2 separate regions of the Mus musculus genome follow, and region 1 is linked to region 2. A link is a contact called in public promoter capture Hi-C data. All regions are on one chromosome and are shown on one strand. The core of a region is the stretch at or near the end of the contact, and the rest is flanking DNA. Distances in the headings are between cores, read along the strand shown. Region 1 overlaps Fscn1 (fascin actin-bundling protein 1). Region 2 has its middle 12 kb from the start of Gm52793.

The links. Capture Hi-C pulls out chosen DNA fragments and counts their contacts.
Region 1: a contact with region 2 is called in a promoter capture Hi-C map of adipose tissue. The contact joins two enhancer-like sites. A contact is called at or near these places in 16 of 484 Hi-C or Micro-C datasets (the C2C12 cell line, the MC38 cell line, the N1E-115 cell line and 8 more), 6 of 115 datasets of contacts at active chromatin or transcription factors (the SCID.adh cell line, double positive thymocytes, embryonic stem cells and 3 more) and 3 of 9 other capture datasets (adipose tissue, liver and pancreatic islet).

Annotation. Positions count from the first base shown.
Region 1 is chr5:142,962,403-142,966,263 of GRCm38.p6, reverse strand. All of the region lies in intron 1 of Fscn1 (fascin actin-bundling protein 1), which reads right to left. Among named protein-coding and RNA genes, the nearest start is that of Fscn1, 4.0 kb to the right of the region's middle. Within about 2 kb of position 2,028, at least 148 of the 459 cell types and tissues checked have an H3K27ac peak or open chromatin away from gene starts, as enhancers often do. A contact at or near this core is called in the C2C12 cell line, the MC38 cell line, the N1E-115 cell line and 3 more, where this site is marked.
Region 2 is chr5:142,839,960-142,843,751 of GRCm38.p6, reverse strand. No RefSeq gene overlaps it. Among named protein-coding and RNA genes, the nearest start is that of Gm52793, 12 kb to the left of the region's middle. Within about 2 kb of position 2,176, at least 85 of the 459 cell types and tissues checked have an H3K27ac peak or open chromatin away from gene starts, as enhancers often do. A contact at or near this core is called in the C2C12 cell line, the MC38 cell line, the N1E-115 cell line and 3 more, where this site is marked.

The DNA of each region.
Region 1 (3,861 bases), core at 779-3,278, 120 kb before region 2:
ATCAGCAGACATGGCTTCCATGATAGGTCCCCAAGGACCCTGGCCCAGTGCCTCCACAGGATCTACCACTGAAGCACAGAGGAGAGTAGGAGGGCCATCCCAGGCTAGACAGCCACCCCAAGGCCACAGCTCTGGGCTGTAGTCTGTTCAACCTTCTCAGGCAGAAATGGCTCTCCTGCCCCTGGCCCACACTAGGGATGGCTAAATATTAAGAGAACAATTGGCTACACATATACAGGGTGTCACCCACTGTCCCCTCAGCCTACCTGTAATTGACCTGCCACGTGCAGGGACAGCTGAGTTAGCACAGCATACTGGGCAGAAAAGAGCCACACCCAATGCTAGCGAGCCTAAGTGACCCCACCTGATCTAACCGTGCCCACTGCGGGGAATGGAACAGTCAGGGAAAGCCAGAACTGGGACCAGTCAGTCCCAATCTCTCTCTCTCTCTCTCTCTCTCTCCCTCTCTCCCTCTCTCTCTCTCTCTCTCTCTCTCTCTCTCTCTCTCTCTCACACACACACACACACACACACACACACACACACACACACACACTGATAAAGGTAATTAGATTTAAAATGTATTTTTTTTTAAAAAGAAAGAAAAACTGGCTTTGGGGGCGTGGCTCAGTGGTAGAGCCCCTGCCTAGAACCCCCCAGTGAGGGGCTAGGGGCGTGGCTCAGTGGTAGAGCCCCTGCCTAGAACCCCCCAGTGAGGGGCTAGGGGCGTGGCTCAGTGGTAGAGCCCCTGCCTAGAATCCCCCAGTGAGGAGCTGGAGGTGTGGCTCAGTGGTAGAACCCCTGCCTAGAATCCCCCAGTGAGGGGCTGGGGTGTGGCTCAGTGGTAGAGCATGTGTCCTGCACAAAGCCTCAGGTTGTTGGGGTTTTTTGTTTTTTTTTTTTGGTTTTAGAGACAGGGTTTCTCTGTGTAGCCCTGGCTGGCTTCGAACTCAGAAATCCGCCTGCCTCTGCCTCCCAAATGCTGGGATTAAAGGCGTGCACCACCACCGCCCAGGCCTCAGGTTTTATCCCCACATTCCCACAAATAAAAACCCCACTAAGAGATGGTGGCACACGCCTTTAATCCCAGCACTTGAGGCCAGCCTGGTCTACATAGTTCCAGAACAGCCAGGACTACACAGAGAAACCCTGCCTGAAAGAAAGAAAAGAAAAGAAAAGAAAAGAAAAGAAAAGAAAAGAAAAGAAAAGAAAAGAAAAGAAAAGAAAAGAAAAGCCACTCCCAGCCACTCCGGCAACCATCAAGTGGAGGCCAGAAGCCTGTGGTGACCTATGCCTGTCATCGCCGCACCCTGGAGACTGAGGCAGGAGGATGGAGAGTTGGAAGCCAGATGGGCTACAAGACAAAAACTACAACTAAAGTGGGTGGACTAAAGGAGTCGGAGTTTCCCAGCATGCTAGCTTCCCTCACACAAAGGAGAGGCCCTGGCCCAAGATGTCATGCGCACTGAGTTCAAGACAGCACAGTGCTGTGGACATACACCAACCTTCAACCTCCCAGTACCTCTGAAAAATGAGACGTCCAGACAGAGAACAAAAAGGGCCTCACCATGTGGGTCTCATCTCCAGGTACTGGAACAAAGGGGCCTGTGCAACCACTTTTTAATAAAGAGGCCACCAAGGCACCAAAGGTGGACTCCAGGCACCCTTCGGGGAATGTCTTCTCCGCTCTCTGCCTCAGTTTCCCTCCCTTGCCAAAAAGAATCGCCTCTCAATTCTGTTGGGACCGTGAAAGGACGTGAGGGCCTGTTGCCAAGGAGATGGTGGGCCCTCCCACCTCAGCCGGAAAGGGAAGTTAGCCCCCTTCCAGAATGGGCCCTCTAAGGCTCAGCCAGGGGGAAAGGCCCCACTTGGCCTTGGAATCATATTGGAGCTGCGTTGCTATGGTAACAGGTTTTCTGTGGGATTTTTTTTTTTTTTCAGCAGCAGCAGCACAGAAAACCTGAGTCACTGGCTCCTAGGAGCCCACGGAGGGGGCGTGGCTGTCTTCCAGCTTCCTAGGCGTCTCTGCGGTGACTCAGAGGGTCCTCTAACCCGCAACCCCCTTCCTGGGCTTAGCTGTTTGCCAGACTCCCTAGCGTTGTTGTTCGAAATAAGCAATCCTCACAACCCAGAAGGCGGCTTAGTTTAGAACCCTCCAGGACTTCACCGCCCAAAGTCGTACAGTGCTCAAAACTAAGCCATTCCTCGACCCAAGAGGGAAGCCGTCAAAAGGATACCCTACAAAGCCCAGCCTCACCTGTCACTCATTCTTAGCCAGCCGCCCTAGAAATGATGGGGACAAAATTCTTTGAAAGCATTAGAACCCAACAAGTAAGCCAGGGTGGGCAGTGTGGGGAGACATAGCACGGGGTCTCCTTGAGCCAGCAGGGGCTTGGGAGGGTCATGAGAAGCAAGGAGGAAAAGACCCTACCCACTACCCCCCATCCTACTCTCATAGGATCTCCACCTCCCAGGAAGATCCTGGCTCAATGTACCTCTGTGCTTTCAGATGGGGAAACTGAGGCCAGGAAGCCGGAAGCAGCAAATCTGCATGGAAGATTCACAACCCCAGACCAGATTGAGCCTTCCCTCTCCCTACTCCTGGCTAGCAGTTCAACACGTGTTTCCCCGAAGCCCAGCCCCGCCTCCCTGCCACGCAAGCCTGCCCAAAATGGCCTCCCCGGCACACCCACCCAACAGCTCACCCTCAAAAAGCCGGGGGAGGAGTTGGCTGACTTGGGAATGAGACTTGGACCCAGACATAGGAGGGCAGAAGAGGTCTGACTGTGTGTGACCCCAAGTTCCCATCAGATTCTCACCCCTTCAATTCCCGCCCCCTCCTGCCGCATCAGTGTGAATCATGCACAATCATGGCACCCTCAGAAAAGGGTACCTGTCCAGGCTCGCAAAACACACCCTCTAGCTCCTTTCAGGCCCCAAGGGCCCAAGTCACCTGTGCCTTGCCTAACCTTCCCCAGGGCACAAGCCTCGGCCACAGCTCTGTAAGCAGAGAGCTGGTCTCTCTAGGCTCTGGAGTACTCGTCATCTGCAGGATTCCCTCCAATCCCAGCCTTCCTCCTAGCTATGCAGGGCTTCTCTATTTGCAACTCCCTGCCTCCGGGCCTTTGCTGAGGCCCCTGCCTGCAAAACCAGTCCATAAACTTGGTGCATGCTCATTTCTATTCACTCTCCTGGGGCAGCTCCTGGGTCCTCAGAAGGGACCCCAGATCTTTATAATCTACTACCCCGATCCTGTACCCCCAATCTTCTGCTTTACATACCAGTCACATTCCCAAGAGACGTTTACCGCAGCTCGTATCTCAATGTTTGCTAAACAGGTGGGAACTCTGACCCCCTCGCCCAGCACTGTGAAACAAGAGAGGCCATGGTTCATTGGTGTGTGTGTGTGTGTGTGTGTGTGTGTGTGTGTGTGTGTATAATGAGAGAACATTCTGGCATCAAGTACACCCAGTTCAGCATGGTGCTGACTTACTGTGTAACAGTAAGCAAATGGTCGCACTTTTCTGAGCGTTATTCAGCCAAACTCAAGCAGGCCCCACCCAAGGCTTTGCCCTCTGCATTGGGGGAGGGGGGTCTTCCTCCCCACAGACTGGCTCCCATCCAGCTATCTCCAAAGCCTGGGGTTCAGTTTCCCAACCAAGGAAGCGAGATCTCACAAGCCCCTACCAGCAGGCAGCAAAGACCCTTTGAAGAGTCGGGGGTACGCCAGAAAGGAGGCGCCTACTTGTACCATGCCCATGCCGGTCGGAAATGGCCTGCCAGCCTGCTGGAGGCCCTGGATGGGGACAAATAGAGCTGCAAACGGTTGTTCCCAGCCAGAGAGGCCTTGGGGACCGGTTC
Region 2 (3,792 bases), core at 927-3,426:
ATGGTGGCTCACAACTATCTGTACTGAGATCTGATGCCCTCTTCTGGAGTGTCTGAAGACAGCTACAGTGTACTTACATTAAATAAATAAATAAATAAATAAATAAATAAATAAATAAATCTTATATTAAAAAAAAAAAAGGCAGAGAGGATGCAGGCCTCGAGGCAGGTGAGGAGCTTTACTAAGCCTGATACCGTGTGAGCTTCGTCCCTGAAACCTACAAAGTGACACGGTGCCTCTGTGCCCTTTCTCTCTGTCAGAAGACTCACAGGGGAGATAGACCAGGTTCATAGCTAGCTAGCTGCTGCTTTGAAGGTAGCCTCTCTGGGATGGTCTCATGTAGCCCAGGCTGGCCTTGATCTATGTAGCCAAGGATGACCAGGAAACTTTTTGGTTTTCGTTTTTTGTTTGTTTTTCAAGATTTATTTATTTATTTAATGTATGTGAGTACACTGTAGCTGTACATATGGCTGTGAGCCTTCATGTGCTTGTTGGGAATTGAATTCTAGGACCTTGGCTCTCTCTGATCAACCCCGCTCGCTCTGGCCCAAAGATTTATTTATTATTATACATAAGTACACTGTAAGCCGGGCATGGTGGCGCACGCCTTTAATCCCAGCACTCGGGAGGCAGAGGCAGGTGGATTTCTGAGTTTGAGGCCAGCCTGGTCTACAGAGTGAGTTCCAGGACAGCCAGGGCTCTACAGAGAAACCCTGTCTCGAAAAATAAACAAACAAAAAACAAATAAGTACACTGTAGCTGACTCCAAAGGCACAAGAAGAGGGAGTCAGATCCCATTATGGGTGGTTGTGAGCCACCATGTTTTTGCTGGGAATTGAACTCAGGACCTTCGTAAGAGAAGTCAGTGCTCTTACCCCTGAGCCATCTCACCAGCCAAACCTGGAATTTCTAATTCTCTTGCCTCTACTTCCCAAGTTGGGGGGGGGTTATGGGTATGCAGCACTGTGCATGGCTTATGGGGACCCAATCCAGAAAGTGTGCGTGCTAAGTAAGCAGGTTATCAACGGAGCCCCCCTGTACTTTCCTGATTTTTGTAATAGAGGATCAAGACAGCAGGGGACAGACCCAAGAAGCTGTGACCCTTCACCCTGTCTGCCACCAATCACCTAGGTGACCCTTCCCCATATCAGCTTCATGGAGGTGCTGGGAGCCTCTGCTGTGGTCGCTATAGAGACAGGGCAAGTGGCCAGCAGGTGTCACCAAAGTCCGCAGAATCCAGAGGAACCATAAAGATGGTGGGGGGCGCTGAGGCCCCTCTCCCCCCAGGTCTCTTCTAAGCACTAAGAGCGATCATCCCAGACTGCTACAGGTAAAACTGTCTGCTGTGGACAGGAGCGACCTACCATCAGCCATCAGCGTGCGCACAGCCCAGGACAACAAAGAGGAAGGGAAGTATCCCTTTCCCTGCTGTGGAGAATTAACAGGGCTCCAGGTGGTCTGGATGAGTCATGGGGTTTGTTCTCTTTGTGAAATTGTGACTAAGGCTGGCCTGGAGCAGGGTGTAACACAGGGACTGTTCTTGGCTTTGTTTTGATTGGTTGGTTGGCTTTTCTGAGACAGGGTTTCTCTGTGTAGCCCTGGCTGTCCTGGAACTCACTCTGTAGACCAGGCTGGCCTGAAACTCAAGAAATCCACCTGCCTCTGCCTCCCAAGTGCTGGGATTAAAGGCTGTGCACCACCCTTCACCACACACCCAGCTCATGGCTGCTCTTGTTTTTCAGGGCTCCAAGTATCTCTAGTAGGAAGCTATTTACCCTGGTAGGCCGGGCACAGGGAGGCTTCATCTTAACCTCACCATCAGTCCACACAGAGCCAGATCTGCCTTCTTCTGGCCCGCATGGACCTCCTGATGTGGCCCCCTGAACTCTGAGCTCTGAATCTAGGACTCACGCTTTTTTGGTTCTCAGTCATCATGGGCTGGAGAGACCAGAACACTCACCGGATACTAGGGTCTCTCAACCCTATTCATCTCCCTGAGAGTCTGGCAAGTTTCTGGCTTGGGGCCTCAGTGTGAGGTCTTTCTCAGTCCCCATGAGGCCCACACTGTTCTTAAATGAATTCTTAGCCATGCCAAAAAGTGAAGCAACCACACAGTAAGTGGTATTTGGATCACAACAGCAGCTTCTACTCCGTCCCTGAACTTTCTAGGGGAATGCACGTCTTGTTTGGTGGTTGCTATGGTCCCTGGGGCTTAATCAGGAGCAGGAAGGGCCTGGCTTCTCACTGTAAGAACCAACTTCTGCCTTTTCCTGGAACCTAAGTGCAAAGCTTTGGGAGGATGTGTCCCCACCCCCGAGCCCCAGCCACTGGGAAGGGTTGATACTTGTTGATCTACAGTATCGTATAAAATAGGCAGAGTGCAGGGCTATTATTCTAGCACTTTCGAAGGTGGAGACAGCACACCTCCCCATTGTCTGCCTATCTATCCATTCTGTTGCCTATATGTCCGTTCATCATCTATCCATCCATCTGTCCACCCACCAAACCACCCATCTATCAATCCGTTCATCTATCCACTGTCCATCTATCCTTTCATTCCCCCATCTGTCTCCCTACCTACTAAATATCTGTCGGGCATGTGGAACTGTGTTCCCAGACAGACATAAGAACTGGCAAGGCTGGGTGAGCTCAGACCCCAGGAATCTCAGAGATCTGAGACCAGTTGGAGTGGACCTGTCTGTATACTTGCTCTGAAACCTGTAACCATGACACCCCACTGAGGACCATGGCCTCTGGGTCAGAGAGCACACAACATCTGGAGTTCTTCTCCATGCTAATGAGGTATCCAGATAGCCCCGAGCCTTCAGCCAATGACCTTCCCTTCCTAGGTATTCCTGCGAAAGGTTTGCTCTGAATAAAGGGTTTGCATTCACATCCACCACCAAATAAAGCCATATGCGCAAGCAAGAGCTGCTGCATTTAGGATCGCCTCAGGGATGGCCTTCTGTCCTCCAGCCCCTCAGGTACTCCCTGGCCCAGTGCTCCCAATCAAACTGGTTCTGCCTGTTCCAGATTCTGCATTCCCTCCCTGTCCAGGACTCAGACACACACACACACACACACACACACACACACACACACACACACACACACACCAAGGAGAAGTGCAGACAGCAGACCCTCATTCCTGACTCACAGATTACACCTTTGGCGCCTGGGTACCCAGAGAGGAGACCAGGAGACCATCCATCCATCCATCTGTCCATGGATCCATGTATCTATCCATCCATCCATGCATGCACCCATCCATCTGTCTGTTCATCTGACCATTCATCTATCTGAGACCAGGAGCCACAGCATTCATTCCAGACTCTGCTGTTTCCCTTTCTGGCCTGGCAAAGGAAGACATGGACTGTGAACCCCTTTTGGACTTCATTCTGCCTCCCCTGAGCAGCATGCCTGCAGTGCCCAGGCTCTAGCAGAGAGGCAGGACATAGTATGACAGATTCCATACATCTACCCATCCATCGGTCTACTTAATTAACCATCTATCCATTAACCTGTCCATCTATCCACTGACCCACTCACCTATCTACCCATCAACCCACTTACTCATCCATGCATCCATCCATTTATCCATCCGTGCATCTATCTGTCTGTCTATCCATCCACCATCCATCCATGTACCCATGCATCTATCTTTTTTTCTGACTATCCATCTATCCATTTGTACATCCATCCACCCCCATTCATACATGCATGCATCCGTTCATCTGTTTACCTGACCATCCATACATCTGTCCATGGATTCATGTGTCTCTCCATCCATCC